Regions from separate parts of the Mus musculus genome. Here region 2 is linked to region 1. A link is a contact called in public Hi-C data. All regions are on one chromosome and are shown on one strand. Each heading gives the region's core, a stretch centred on a gene start, on an enhancer-like site or on the middle of the called end of the contact. The rest is flanking DNA. Distances are from core to core; before and after follow the strand shown.

Region 1 (3,626 bases), core at 234-2,733:
CCTGGCAAACACAGAAGTGGATGCTCACAGTCAGCTATTGGATGGAACACAGGGCCCCCAATTGAGGAGCTAGATAAAGTACCTAAGCAGCTAAAGGGGTCTGCAACCCTATAGGTGGGTTGTTCTTATTTTTGAATAATATTTTTTGTTAATTCTTTGATGATTTCATAGACTATACTTTTATATTTATCCTTCATATCCTTCGACAGTATCAAATTTGGAGATTCTAGAAACTGAATTGAAAGTATGGAAGACTCCTTAGTTTGACTTCTTATCCACCTCCCTCCTGGGGGAACATTTTGATCAGATAGCCACTTAAGTTTCTCTATCATCATGATCATCATATCTTAGGAAAGGATTTAGGAAGAAAATCATAAAAAGCTGGGCATCTCCTAACAGCAGGCTATGGTGTGGCTCACTAAGAATGTGCTGTTAGTGCATTTTAATGACATGGGTTATAATATCTTATTAAGGATTGCAAGAGCATCTAACCATCATTTAATAAATATTAATGAGGCATTTACAAATCGCACCTTAATTTATAGTGTTGGAACTCATGTCCTGCCTTGGTCCTCAATGCACGTGGGGCACAGTTCCATGACAGAGGATACCATAGTAACATTATGTCATCCCAGTACCATAAGTGATTTTAAAATAATAATAATAACAGTAATAGTAATTCTTGGAGTTCAGTTCAGTGCAATGAAGCTTGATACCCAAAGCAGTTTTAGCAATTATTATTCTGTTTGGGAACATTAAAACATAATCTACCATGAATTTATAATCCATAGCTTCTCTCTCATTCACTTTTTAATAATAGGCAATAATTATAAGCCCTCGTGCAAAACTTCCTGCAGATGTTGGGAGATCCTTGCTCATCTGGCACATGCTGGTATTCAGGGGATTGGTTGATACTGGATGTGTGCTCTGCTGATTCTGTTTCTGATATTCATAGAGCTTAGAGCATGGCTGCACATCCTTGCCTTGTGGCCTGGCCGTTACCCCGATAGCACTCTTCCTGTCCTTACTGTGAGGCCCATTCCAGGGTGCGATCATGACTACTGTTCCCAATTCACACTGGCCTTCAGCCAGAGTGGCATTTGCAAGGGCTTGGAGGTTTTCCAGGTTACAGAAAGCAAAATTGAAAATGCACTTAAAAATCACCTCATTCTACTTCTTTGGTGGACAAGGAAATGAGGCCTGGTGGGGAAAGAGCAGTGGGGTTCATAGGGTCACATGGAGAGGCAAAAACAGACTTGTCCCAAGGAATGCAACTTAGTCTTTTCCAAGCTCCCGGTTGAGAAGAAATGGCATGTGCTTTTAGACTCTGCGTTTAAGTGGTGTTGACTAGAAGGCGTATGTTTGGGAAGGTGCTGATCTGGAGAATACTGGTCCTCTGGATCAGGTGGTCTAGCCCTCGGGACTTCAAGCTGGGCTCCAGTGCAGGTGCCTAAGGATCATCAGTATTAAGAGGAAGTGACCAGCAGATGGCGACGTAGGGATTCAAACTGCAGCATCCACGTCCTAATGCTGCCCTGGGTCTGGGATTCACAAACCCAAGCAGAAAAGTATCCAGCTTGGAAAGGGGGCTCTGGATTCGTCCAAGTGTTTTCCTGCAACACTTGGACGTATTGGGTAGCCTTTTCCTAGGTGGGTGGGTAAAGCCAGATGAAGGGACGCCAGTGCATGCTCCAGTCTCTATTTGAATCAGATCCTTGGGGCAGTGCAAAGAGAATATCAGGGACAGGAGAAGCCCACACAGGGCCTTTGTGCAGACTAGGGATGCCTGCTCTTTACAAGCTATTGCCAGAGTTCAAGGCAGAAGAGGAGGCAGGAAGTTTTTTGTTGCATCCCAGGATGTGAGGACGCTTACTTCAGTCTCCAGCCTGGTGTTGCTTTTGTCCCTTCACAGCTCTGTTACGCTGTTCTGTTAGGCTGTCTACTGTACAGTAGACAGTACTGCTAGGCTGTCTTAAAGTAGTAGATTCACCTGTGTGCCTTTGTTTTACAAAGAGATTTAAGTGACTTTTTGAAATTGTGTTACTCAGTAGGAAAAGGATGCTTATATTTCTAAATCAGTAAGCCTTGACTTTCCTCCCTGTTTCCCTGCCTCTGACACTTGGTCCTTATCTATACATATTGACACCTCTCACCACAGATTCTCTCCTTGCCTGTCTCTGCAGCTGTGGTATTTCTATACAGGGATGGAGGAAGAGAGTCTCTAGTCCCTTGGAAGTGCCGACTGACCCATCAAACAGACATTCTACTCCTGCAACCCTTAGCTAGCAAGGCAAGCACCAACTCTTCCTTCTTCTATACCCAACCTTACATTCCTGCCACCACTGAGCACTGGTCCACCTGTGCCTCAGAGTTAGAGAAAGCTTATGCTTTGTCCCTGCTTCTCTGGTTCTTACTGACAGTTTGTGGTATCTCCTGAATGCACAGCAACAGTGTCTCCAGGAAAGGCTGGGACACCCTGGCTGCTGGACTTCCTCTGATGTAGATAGTATTGCCCCTGGAGTCTGGAGTGAGTCTATCTGAAGAAGCTGAGCCCAATTACAACCAGACACAACCTGAAAGTTGTTCCATTTTTCTCATCACCGGGCTTTCCTAAGGATCCTTGATAAGAGCAGGACACTGCTTTCATTTCATGACTCCTCTTTTCCAAGCTCTGCTCAGACCTTGCAGTGCCAAGAACAAGATCCCTGACTTGTTGTGAGAATGGGTGCTTCCTGCAGGTGGGACCTGCATCTTCCTCTACTGTCAGTCACAGTGTGTACAGTTGAGCACACACACACAAACACACAGAGAGAGAGAGAGAGAGAGAGAGAGAGAGAGAGAGAGAGAGAGAGAGAGAGACAGGCAGACAGACAGACAGACAGACACAGAGACACAGAGAGATGCACATAGTGTTTTTCTGGTTAAAAAAAAAAACAAGCAATTGGACAAAGAAGACAAGGCAAATCTCTGGATCGATTCATTGCAACTGTTTTATTTAACCAGCATTATATAATAATGACTTAGGGCCAGGAAGTGATTAAAGAGCTTTTGAGGCATAAACACACATACCTAGTCAAAACTCTATGATATGCCATTATTCATACTCCCTCTGATGAACTCCTGGAAGCTCATACCAGCCAAGCCACCTGCTCAGAGCCCAGTAAAGAGGCCAAGTTCTGGATTCAAACCCATGTTGTCAGAATTTACGTTTGCTCTAAGCTGCTTTTATAATTTCTGTTGTCTCTGACAGCTTATTGTTGTTTGACCCACCCACTGTATTTGGATTTACCAGACCACAATACAAGAAGTCACAGAGTTCAGTCCCCAAAGCTAGCTGGCAGGGCTCAATTTTGAGAAGACACAGGGAGGATTTGTGTATGGAAGGGGAAGAGTTGAGAATTCATCAAGCAGGACTTCCCTCCACCTTTGTAGTGGGGCAGCATGTTTTCTAAGTGTGACAGTGAGAGAAGGGAGAAAGGGAAAGGAGAAAAGGAGGAAGTGAAGGGAAGAACAAAAGAAAGGCAGGAGATCTGAAGGAAAGAGAAAGGAAAAGAATAAGAAGGTAAGTAAGGAGATGAGAAGAAAAACAAACAGTAAGCAAGACAGACAAAAGAGGGGAGGGAGGA
Region 2 (3,257 bases), core at 179-2,678, 310 kb after region 1:
CTCTCCAGGCATTCTTAGAGAGCAAATGAATGGCACGTGTATACACATATACCTAAACACAAACCCACATCAAAATTGTGGCCTAGCAGTACATGCCTGTAATCCCAGTACTGGGGAACCGGGGAGGTAGAGACTGGATTATAAGTGCTCCCCTGTCAATGTCTGAATCAGAGATCTATGAGTTCAGTAGAGATTCTCTCTCAAAAAACAAGATGGAGTTTGATAGAAAAAGACTCCTGATATGGATCTCTGGACTAGGCACATACATATACAGTGCTCCATAAACATGCATGCATACATATATAGATATATACATACACACATGCACACTCGTGTCCACATGTGCCCTGCACATAAATAAGGACACACACATAAGTGAACACAGATGAACACAAACACACAAAAATCTACAGACAAGTTCTCTAAGTCTTAATCGAGCCACTCCATAAGTCCCCCAGCCTGAGGCCTGTACACAGTACATTTGGTCAGTTGGACATCATGATACAGGCCGTCTTGCTAGGTGGTGCTGCCATTATCTTGTTTTTGCAAGACTTTCAGCAAAGGTAGACTCACAGCAGAATGTGCTCAGCCTTGATCTTGACTTTGAGTCTAGATTAGTAATCCAGGGGATACTAGAGAGAGAGTTGATACTAAATACTGCTCAGCCTTGAGAGATTCTGCCTCTCCTGTGATGTCCTGGATATGAGACTCTTTTAGTTCAAGAGGGTAAAAAGCAAACCTAGTTCATCGCATTATCACAAGTGGCCTTTGAAATGATAGGCTTAGAATTGTGTTTGGCCCAGAATGAATTCTTAATTACAAGTATCTTCTCCTCCCCGCCCCATAGCTAGTGGAAACAAAAAATAGAGACCCGATCTTTTAAAGGTTGTTTGGCTGGGCAAAACGCCTAGCACAAAATGGGTCACATGGCTTGTGAGGCAATATGTCCAGCAGGTGCTAAAGGTCACTCTGAGTTTGCAGATCCCCACACATCTGACACTGAGAGCCATCAAGTCTCTTGTGCTGGGCCCACTTACGTTGCTTTGTTGGATGATAAAACCTTCTTGCTCACATCCAAGTCCATGTCACGGAGTGCTCAGAGACTTCTTACAGAAGTCCGAGTGGATTTTGGTTTCAGTGTAAACTAAGTGTCCTAAACCCTATGTCCTTCTTGCTGCTGTTTATTATCTGTGTGAAGTGGGAGGGACAGGCGGGTTTAGCACATGTCAGCTTCTGGCTTTCATTACTGACACTCAGCAGTGAGGGCTGGGGAGGGAGAAGCATATGGCTTTCCTGATATCTCTCCATGAGGAAAAGAGGGCATTTGAGGGGAAATATTTCTGAACAGGAAGCTAGAGCAAGATGGTTCTTGTGGGTGTGATGGAGAAGCAGCAGAGCCAGTCAGCTGCGAGGCTCCTGGGTCCCGTGCCAGCCCACACCTTTGCAGAACATTTTCAAGATTAGGAATCTGTGTCTTGCCGCCTGGAAGCAGTTGAGGATTTCAGAATCTATACTGGCTTGCATCTCACTGACAGCTTTGTCTGTCACATGGGTGTCTAGGGGTGAACAGCACGGGCAGAACCAGCAGCTTCTCCTATCTTTAGGCACTTGGCTGCCAGGAGAGCATTTCCCTTTCTAAGGGTGAATTCTGTTTACCTTGCAGTTCATATGCAGGAAGGATCTTAATATTGGTTACTGAATTTGACCTTTCTAATAGAAAAACAAACAAACAAAAAACCAAAAAACCTATCCTGACACATCATGGTTTTAATCTATTGGTCATCATATGTCAGCAGTTTTAGTATTTACTTAATTTAGCATTTTTCCTTGGCCATTCTTGGTGGCATCAGGATGAGTTTCTGTGGTTCAATACTAGAAATCTACTGTGATTTTTTTTTGACACAAACATTCATTAGTAACATGTTCAACAACCTCTTCATAATTAGGAATGTTGAAGAATGGGCTTTGACTACTGGAAGATACCAGGGAGTGACTGTTAGACAACTAGGAATGGCACTCACTCTTCCAGCTAGACAGTTCTCTTGATGACTCTTCCAAGATATTGCAGATTCCTGGGGTTTGGTCATGAGCCTGCCCTAAGGGGGTCTATTGTAAGAATCCCCAAGACACCCTTGGATCGTGGTCCCTGTGTTACAAACTGTGAGGTGGCTGTTGAAAAATGACGTTCATAGGAAAATGTAAACTCTACCGAGTAAGACTTTTAGATGCCACATGAGGATTGTTCATGTATTAGTGCAATGAACATGACAGTTACTGTCAGAAAAATCTGTCTGTTTGCCTGCCCACTTGCCTGTCTGTCTATCTATCTATCTATCTATCTATCTATCTATCTATCTATCTATCTATCTATCTATCCATCAATAATATACCATATATCTATCCATCAACATATTATCTATCTGTCTGTCTGTCTGTCTGTCTGTCTGTCTGTCTGCCTGCCTATCTATCTATCTATCTATCTATCTATCTATCTATCTATCTATCTATCTACCCATCCATAATATACCATATATCTATCCATCAACATATTATCTATCTGTCTGTCTGTCTGTCTGTCTGTCTGCCTGCCTGCCTGCCTATCTATCTATCTATCTATCTATCTATCTATCTATCTATCTATCTATCTATCTATCTATCTACCCATCCATAATATACCATATATCTATCCATCAACATATTATCTATCTGTCTGTCTGTCTGTCTGCCTGCCTATCTATTTGCCTATCTATCTGCCTATCTGCCTATCTATCTATCTATCTATCTATCTATCTATCTATCTATCTATCTATCATCTAACTGAAGTGTCCATCCACCATTCCTTTCTCTTCCTTCCATCCAAATGCATATCTTATTTTATCAATGGTAGATAGTGTTCACAGCCAGTGTCATAAATATGCAGAGCCCTTTCTTCTCCTTGTCACCATAAACATTTTGAAAGATATAAATGCCATCAGAAACAAGATCTCTAGATGATACACTCCACAGGCTAATAAATACATGGAAGACCTTTCCAGATGTTATGTAGCAAGGGAGAATTTAAAGTTATTACAAAAACGAGAATCTAATATGAGATTCAACTTTTTAGAAGTCTCAGTCTACACTCCAAACTATAGGCACTGTGAAGTGGCACAAAGGAATCTCACTGCTTCTCAGTACTGGCTTGCTGCATTAACATTCTTTTGGTGCAGTGACAGTCAATCAGGAGTTAGTTTTCCCCCCACAAGGGGTGTTTGAAT

The links. Hi-C and Micro-C count contacts between places; a contact is called where the count stands out from the background.
Region 2: a Hi-C map of cerebellar granule neurons shows a contact between it and region 1, with 2.6 times the contacts expected there. The contact joins two enhancer-like sites. A contact is called at or near these places in 1 of 15 datasets of contacts at CTCF or cohesin (the NIH/3T3 cell line), 1 of 484 Hi-C or Micro-C datasets (cerebellar granule neurons) and 1 of 9 other capture datasets (adipose tissue).

Annotation. Positions count from the first base shown.
Region 1 is chr16:6,790,343-6,793,968 of GRCm38.p6, forward strand. It overlaps a transcript of Rbfox1 not described here. Among named protein-coding and RNA genes, the nearest start is that of Rbfox1, 280 kb to the right of the region's middle. Within about 2 kb of position 1,484, at least 6 of the 459 cell types and tissues checked have an H3K27ac peak or open chromatin away from gene starts, as enhancers often do. A contact at or near this core is called in cerebellar granule neurons, where this site is marked.
Region 2 is chr16:7,098,718-7,101,974 of GRCm38.p6, forward strand. The region is part of intron 1 of Rbfox1 (RNA binding protein, fox-1 homolog (C. elegans) 1); the gene reads left to right. Among named protein-coding and RNA genes, the nearest start is that of Rbfox1, 31 kb to the left of the region's middle. Within about 2 kb of position 1,429, at least 17 of the 459 cell types and tissues checked have an H3K27ac peak or open chromatin away from gene starts, as enhancers often do. A contact at or near this core is called in cerebellar granule neurons, where this site is marked.